2 separate regions of the Bactrocera dorsalis genome follow, and region 1 is linked to region 2. A link is a contact called in public Hi-C data. All regions are on one chromosome and are shown on one strand. Each heading gives the region's core, a stretch centred on a gene start, on an enhancer-like site or on the middle of the called end of the contact. The rest is flanking DNA. Distances are from core to core; before and after follow the strand shown. Region 1 holds the start of LOC105222400 (plastin-3). Region 2 overlaps LOC105222400 (plastin-3).

Region 1 (3,701 bases), core at 659-3,158, 35 kb before region 2:
ATTTTATATTTACATATTTCTAACTCTAGATGATGCCAGTGATTCGGAGGAAGAAACAAAAGTTATTTTGTGAGGAAATTGAATTTTTCATACATCTCTTGTTAGAATATTAAGAACTGATTTTAATAAATATGCCTAGGCATGCAAAACAAAACACCAGCTTTATTAATTTCAGATGTTCAGTGTGAAAATTTCATATTATCACATCGCAACCTTTACCCCTTAACATATACGTTTTCTACTATTTAAATAGTATTGCAAAAATCGAACAATGACTTTATTCAACAGAGTTGTGTAGTTGGCTATTTTACATTTCTATAAACATACCTATACATAATATAACTGCACATTGTTTTTTTTTTTCTTTTTCAAATTAAAGTCAACATGAACACGATTACACCATATAAGCAATATTCACTTAGCACTAAATACATATACATAAGGAAGCTTAAGAAGCTTTGGGTCTTTTTGCTTCAGACATTGGCGCAATAAATATGTTGTAGGGTAATAGCAACCAATTAACAAGCTGAAGACTTATCAGCGCTTCAATCAGGTTGTATCATTGCCAATGCCATTCTTTTGATCCAGCTTATTTGAATTCGACTTAACCATGTACACGAAATATGTGATGGTTTCCTTCTCTTTGATCGGTATCGTTTTGAAATGCTTCATGATGGTCTGAAAATTAGAAAAAAAAATTATATTTTTGAAACTATAACTTTGAATTGTCGAAAATATTTGAATTAACACATATACAACAACTATACACTTACGTCTGCTAACTGTTGTCGCTTCATACCAGGTCTCGTCTGCACTTTATAGTGACGTTTGTATCGTCGCAATGTATTAACTTGCAGTTGATAGAGGTCCGGCATAACGACATCTGGTGTTTCATTGTCGGTTTCATTGCTATCCTCCTCAGATTCCTTACGTCGGCGTTTACTGCGTGCAGATTGTATTTGCGATTTGTGATATTCACAGATGTAAATGCGTTCCGCAGTGGGATCATTACGCAGTTTTAGACGTTTTTGTTGCACAGTTTTTTGTATACGTTTACTATATCTGGCATTTCCAGCAGGATTGCGGCAACGTTCGTCATCATCGATAAGGCAACATGTACTGTGGCCATCACGAGAGTCCTCGTCTGCCGAACTGAACCCACCGTTATTCATGTTAACAGCTACTTAACAATAACAAACTAGTTTTCTGTAAAGTTAAAATTTTCCTCACGAGTTTTGATATTTATTGAATTTTCAAGCTTTTACACAATGTAATTTTCATGTAAATCAATTCCACAATTACGTAGTAGCAAAACTTTCACACCTCACTCCTCGGATACGCAGCAACGCATTCAACGTTTTCTTCATGAAAGTCACGTAGACTTTTTTATATATTTTCTTTTCTTGCTGAACTGTCTTAACTATTCGTTTTTTCTTAGCTTAGTTTGCTTGCAGTTGAATCTGGACAAACAAACATTTTTTTTGTAGAATTAACTTTACACAGAGACATCACGAATGTAAAAGAATAAAAATTACAATTGGAAACAATAAAATAAAGAAAGAAGTGACAAAGCGTATACGAAAAATGTAGTGTTGAAAAACGCAACATTTTTTACAAACGTCAACTGTCGGCTTGTACGAAATGTTCACACCCTTTTCAGAAGCAAATTGCCAGAAAAATATGCAGTGTTGATATATTTAAAAATTAAAACTTTTATAGAATTGTAAGATTATTTTTAGAATTATACTAATTATATTATAATGATAATCATTAACCGTCGATTTTGAAAAAAATCTTACTATTTTTAAAGAGACAAGTAAACACTGAATTGAAGCCTCGAATCAACCCTGTATACTCAAAGTCTTGCTCAAAACGAAACTGAAAACTAAACGCCGATTACACTTTACATTCTTTCGCAAGTGTTGAAGCAGAGTAGTCAATTTCATTTTAGTTCGCAAAATCGAATTGGAAAGCAACGCTAGAGAATTATAAAATACTTGTCCCGCCCGCCCTATAGCATAATTAAGAAAAAAGAAATAACTACATTTACACGTTGCATTTGTTTTATTTGTGTTCTTTGAGTGAATTTAAAGTGATTGGGAATGTGCATTGCTGCGGCGTGTTTCAGCAGTAACTAAAAGTTGAGGAAAATTGCAACGAAAGCACAAATATAATATATTAAATCTGAAATAAGTGAAAGAAATCGCGAATTACAAAGCCAGAATCCGAAAGTCGCGAGTGTTGTCCGTGTAGTTGTAAAGTGGCTGAAGGAACACACACATACACCAAATAGCGGAAGAAAACGCCGCTGTTGCTGTTATTGTCGCAGTTGCCGTTGTCGTCGGCGAAGAAGTAGGAAAAAGTAAAAAAGCAGTTTAGCTCGTTGGTGCAAAGAATTCCACATTAAAATTGGTTCGCGAAAAAATTAATAAACAAATAACAAAAACACATAAAATGTCGGTTTTAAATAAATTCACAAAAACCTTGTCGGCGGATGAAAAGGCAGAAATTTTGGAGAAATTTACAGAAGTAAGTAAACAATACAAAAAAACATTGCTGCACCCCCCACACAGAATAGAATAGTTGATTGGTTATGTGTTTGTGGAATGCTAGCAGAATGTGAAGCGGTCGACGCTGACGTTGTCTGTACAGCGAAGTCGACGCGTTAGTGGCAGTCGCTACATTATTAATTGCACAAGTGGTGTTTTTTTTTACTTATTGTATGAGCAGAATAAAGTTACAAAATTATGTTTTAAAAAAATTTACGCCAAATTGGCATATCTCAAGTTGACGCACTTGATGAGTCATACTGCAGTCGCGTTGAGGTAGTGGTAAAACAGACGACTGATGCGCAAACTGAGGGCGAGGTCACCTAATGAGTGATGGGACGTAACGCCGCTGAACTGTGGAGCTTAGGTACAACGTGTATACAGGATAGAATATAAAGTCCTTCTGCGGGCATTACAATCAGACTGATTTAAAGGAGTGTCTTTATAGAAATAAAGTAGTGTAAATTTAGACAGAAATGATTTATAGTATATTCAAAGCGCAAAAGTGGATTATTAATAGTGCAGTTTTGCACCCCCATGATGGAACTAGATTCGCAACAAGGGTGGCTTTGATAAATGAATTCTTGCTAGCTTCTAGGTGTCCTACGTACTTATATATGTACATATATAAGCGGCGACATTTTGACGAATATTGGGGAAATATTTTTTTAAAGCAAATCTGACTAAACGTCGAATTGCCGGTTTTTTTTTGTATATTTCTACTGGATTATTTTCAAGTGCAATTTGTGTTGTAACAATGAAACACAAACGCAAAATTGTGGCATTAAAACCCTCAGTGCTCTTCTGTTACACGTTGCCGGCAACGCCTTTTACTGTATTCGAGAACCCCACATAGTGTGGCTCTTCCTCCGCAATTTGATGTTTCTTAAGCTGTGTTGGCTATCGAATGCGATGGATAACGTTGCTATGCATAACATTCATGCAATGCATGAACATACATATGTACGTATGTATGTCATATTATGTGCCTATGGTACTGCTGCAATCGGATCGCATGTGAGTTGTCAAGTTCAATGGCGTAGCTACATAGAAGATACATTTATATGTATGCAGATGCTTCATAGGAAACTACTACTATGTAGGTATATGCTATCAGTTCCATAACAAAATCAAATTAAAGTTATGTACTCG
Region 2 (3,963 bases), core at 87-2,586:
TATATTTCCGAAACTATTACTCGCATCAACTTAAAAATTTAGAATAATATTTTAGAAGTGTTGTAGAATTTATTAAGATAATGAAAAATCGATTTTTTGAAACTTTGAAACGTAAACCCATGTATAACTCCTTAAAACATTGTTTTCCTACTGAATTCGTCAAAATCTTTTTGCTCTATGAAATATCGAATATAATCATATTTTTACGGTATTAGAACCTTGGTTACTCAAATATACATACATATGTATATGACACATGAAAAATTTTCAGATTTCATTCAAAACCATCGCGAAATTATTCAATTATTTTGAATTCGCCCAAATTGCTGCTTCTCGCACGCTTATTTACTTTAGTCGTCACAGATGTATGTATATGTATGTATGTACATACATGCAATGTGTACATTTGCAAATAAAATATACATTCATACATACATAAACACTCGGTCTTTGGATGTGGTGCGGTGAATATTGTGATTCATTTGATTATGATAATTATTAGCAGCAACCTTCGATGTGTGAGCAACGGCAAATGGCGAATGAAATCAATGGCCACCTTTGTTTACAGTTGCAAACTGTAAATTCCAGTTGGAATTCCGTCCAGGTCGTCAATCACAAATTCACTGGGAGTGTAGCACCACCACATTCCTGTCATTGCCCTTATTTAGTGTTGGCAGGCTTCCTTAAAAAAAGAGTAAACAAATCATATAACTTAAGTGAATAAGTGAGTAAATGGTGGCGTGGTGGCGCACTGGTCTGGTATGCCGGGAAAGCAATTAAACACGCAAATTGCGGACGTACATTTGCATGTGTGAGCATGTGTCTGTTAACGCATAAGCAGCAAACGTTATTGCGCATCCGCGCAGTAAGCTTCGCCGCCGCAGTCGCTGTGAACACTAGCGCAGTTGTAAAACGCTGACGTCAGCGTCACCGCTACTGCTGGGTGATTGTCATTATCAGCCATGCCGGCTAGCGGCGGTGCTTTGCGGCAGTGTTGTGTGTGGGTTGTGGTTGTTTCTTGCCGACTAGCTCAAAGGCCAGCAAACAGGTTTTACGCGCCTCAAATACGAGTCATAGCCGAGCTAAAGTCGGTGTCAACTTCCACTGCCGCAGCCACAGCTGCGTCGAATTTGGTGTTTATTGTATTTAAATTTTATTATATTTGCTTGGCAATGTTGTTGCTGTTTATGTACATGTCGAATGGGTGATTTACGTGCTGCCGAAGCTGACCTATGCGCATAAATACACGAAAACATATACATACTTACATATACGAATGCTTAAAATCGATTGCGCGCTGAAATCACCCGCAACCGGAGGTGATCGCACGACAGCGCTGATGTTGGCCGCGACGCCGATTCGTCACGAGCATGTAAATTAAATATTTCGAGGGCTAAACTGTATGAGTCATGTCATTTAATGCTTTGATTCATGTTTTGGATAGCCCATTCCGCTGAACGCGTTTCCTTGCTGTCAAATTATTACTTCAGTATTCACTTATGCATTTTTTATGTACTATACGTATGCATATTTGTATGTATTCCTGAAATTAATTTTATTTTTTTTTTACTTCTCATTAATAGATCGATGCCAACAAAGATGGCTTCATCGATTTGAGCGAGTTGAAGGACGCTTTGGATCAGGTCGGTTTCAAATTGCCTGGCTACCAGGTGCGCGAGATGATCGATGAATTTCAGAATAAGCAACGCACATCACATCAGGGCAAACTTAATATCGAGGAATTCGAAAATCTCTGCCTCGATCTCAAATCCAAAGATGTGGCAAGCACCTTCAAAACCGTCGTCTCGAAAAAGGAGAACCTCGAAACGTTGGGTGGCATGTCGAGCATATCGTCCGAAGGCACCACGCACTCAGTGCGTCTTGAAGAGCAACTTGCCTTCTCCGATTGGATCAATTCGAATTTAGGTTATGATCAAGATCTGAAGCATTTGCTACCCATCGATGCCGAGGGCAAACATCTGTACCAAGCAATTAAGGATGGTATCTTACTGTGCAAGATTATCAATCATTCCTGCCCGGATACGATCGATGAGCGTGCCATCAACAAGAAGAATTTAACTGTTTATCGCGAATTTGAAAACTTGACGCTGGCGCTAGTTTCATCGCAAGCGATTGGTTGCAACATAGTCAATATCGACGCACACGATTTGGCCAAAGGCAAGCCACATTTGGTTTTGGGCTTGTTGTGGCAAATTATTCGTATTGGTCTCTTCAGTCACATCACGCTCGACAGCTGTCCCGGCTTGGCGGGTCTGCTCTTTGACAACGAACGTTTGGAAGATTTGATGAAGCTATCACCGGAAGCCATACTATTGCGTTGGGTCAACCATCATTTGGAACGTGCTGGCATTTCACGTCGCTGCACCAATTTCCAATCCGACATTGTAGACTCAGAAATCTATTCACATTTGCTGAAGCAGATTGCCGGTAACGATGTCGATGTCAATTTGGAGGCATTACGCGAGTCGGATCTGACATCACGCGCGGAGATTATGTTGCAGCAGGCGGCCAAATTAAACTGTCGCAGCTTCTTGACACCGCAGGACGTTGTCAATGGGGTCTACAAGTTGAATTTGGCCTTCGTTGCGAACCTGTTCAACAATCATCCAGGACTCGATAGGCCGGAACAAATCGATGGCTTAGAGTCGATCGAGGAAACACGTGAAGAGAAAAGTAAGTATTGTTCGAATTGGAGTTGTTATCGACATTAACTTTTTATAAAGTTAAAAATAAGTTTTGTAAAATGATTAACGACTAATCTTACTATTATTAAATAGCTTACAGAAACTGGATGAATTCAATGGGCGTTGCACCACATGTCAACTGGTTGTATTCGGATCTTGCTGACGGCTTGGTCATCTTTCAGCTGTTCGACATCATCAAGCCAGGTATTGTGCATTGGCAGCGTGTGCACAAACGCTTCACGCCCCTACGCAAGTTCATGGAAAAATTGGAAAATTGCAATTATGCTGTGGACTTAGGCAAGCAGCTTAAATTTTCGCTTGTCGGTATTGCCGGCCAAGATTTGAACGATGGAAATGCTACACTAACTTTAGGTGTGTAAAACTTGGAGCCGTTAGCAAAAAAAAATTATAAATTATTTTAATTAAATCATTTATTTTTCCCTCAATGTATAGCGCTAATTTGGCAACTGATGCGTGCCTACACTTTGTCCATTTTGTCGCGTTTAGCCAACACCGGCAGTCCCATAATCGAGAAGGAGATCGTGCAGTGGGTCAACAGCAAACTGTCTGCCGCCGGCAAAACATCTAGCTTGAAGAACTTCAACGACTCAGCCATTGCCGATGGTAAAATTGTAATCGATTTGATTGATTCCATTAAGGAGGGTAGCATAAACTACGACTTGGTGCGAACTGGCGGTACCGAAGAGGTTTGTGCGAATGCAAATCAAAACTTTTATTTCTTATTACAATGTAAATTTATTCTTTTGTCTTTAGGATAACTTGGCCAATGCTAAATATGCTATTTCGATGGCTCGTAAAATTGGTGCACGCGTTTACGCTCTGCCCGAAGATATAACGGAAGTGAAACCCAAAATGGTGATGACCGTCTTCGCCTGCATGATGGCGTTGGACTACATACCCAATATGGATAGTGTGCCAAATCAGAATCAAGAACCAATCGCCATTGTGAATGATGTTACCATCAACAACACAAACAGCCACAACAACACCAACAGTAACAACATTAATAATACAAACAGTAACTAATGATCAATTAATGGCGGCCACAATTTCTATATACAAACATATATTATATAAGCAGAAAATTGTAAACAAAAATAAATATATATATGTATTTATATATATATAAATAATTTTATATAAAGTAAGCATCGATAAGCACTAACCAATAATGCTGAAACGAACAGATGCATTAAGAGAATTATTAAGTAAATGCAACTATCATTCAGTTCAGCAA

Evidence for each region. Hi-C and Micro-C count contacts between places; a contact is called where the count stands out from the background.
Region 1: a contact with region 2 is called in a Hi-C map of whole body, with 7 times the contacts expected there. The contact joins the promoter of LOC105222400 here to the enhancer-like site in region 2. A contact is called at or near these places in 2 of 2 Hi-C or Micro-C datasets (both in whole body).

The regions. Positions count from the first base shown.
Region 1 is chr4:41,156,812-41,160,512 of ASM2337382v1, reverse strand. It overlaps LOC105222400 (plastin-3), which reads left to right and starts at 1,908. Exons shown (of 5, transcript XM_011199720.4): 1 at 1,908-2,529. The coding sequence starts at 2,455. LOC105222399 (histone deacetylase complex subunit SAP30 homolog) reads right to left here and starts at 1,540. Exons shown (of 2, transcript XM_011199718.4): 1 at 774-1,540; 2 at 251-678. The coding sequence starts at 1,172. The coding sequence ends at 550. It overlaps LOC105222397 (exosome complex component RRP45), which reads left to right. Exons shown (of 5, transcript XM_011199717.4): 5 at 30-154. The coding sequence ends at 73.
Region 2 is chr4:41,120,869-41,124,831 of ASM2337382v1, reverse strand. LOC105222400 (plastin-3) reads left to right here. Exons shown (of 5, transcript XM_011199720.4): 2 at 1,584-2,694; 3 at 2,799-3,077; 4 at 3,159-3,412; 5 at 3,480-3,963. The coding sequence ends at 3,752. Among protein-coding and RNA genes, the nearest start is that of LOC105222401, 5.1 kb to the right of the region's middle. Within about 2 kb of position 1,336, the one cell type or tissue checked has open chromatin away from gene starts, as enhancers often do.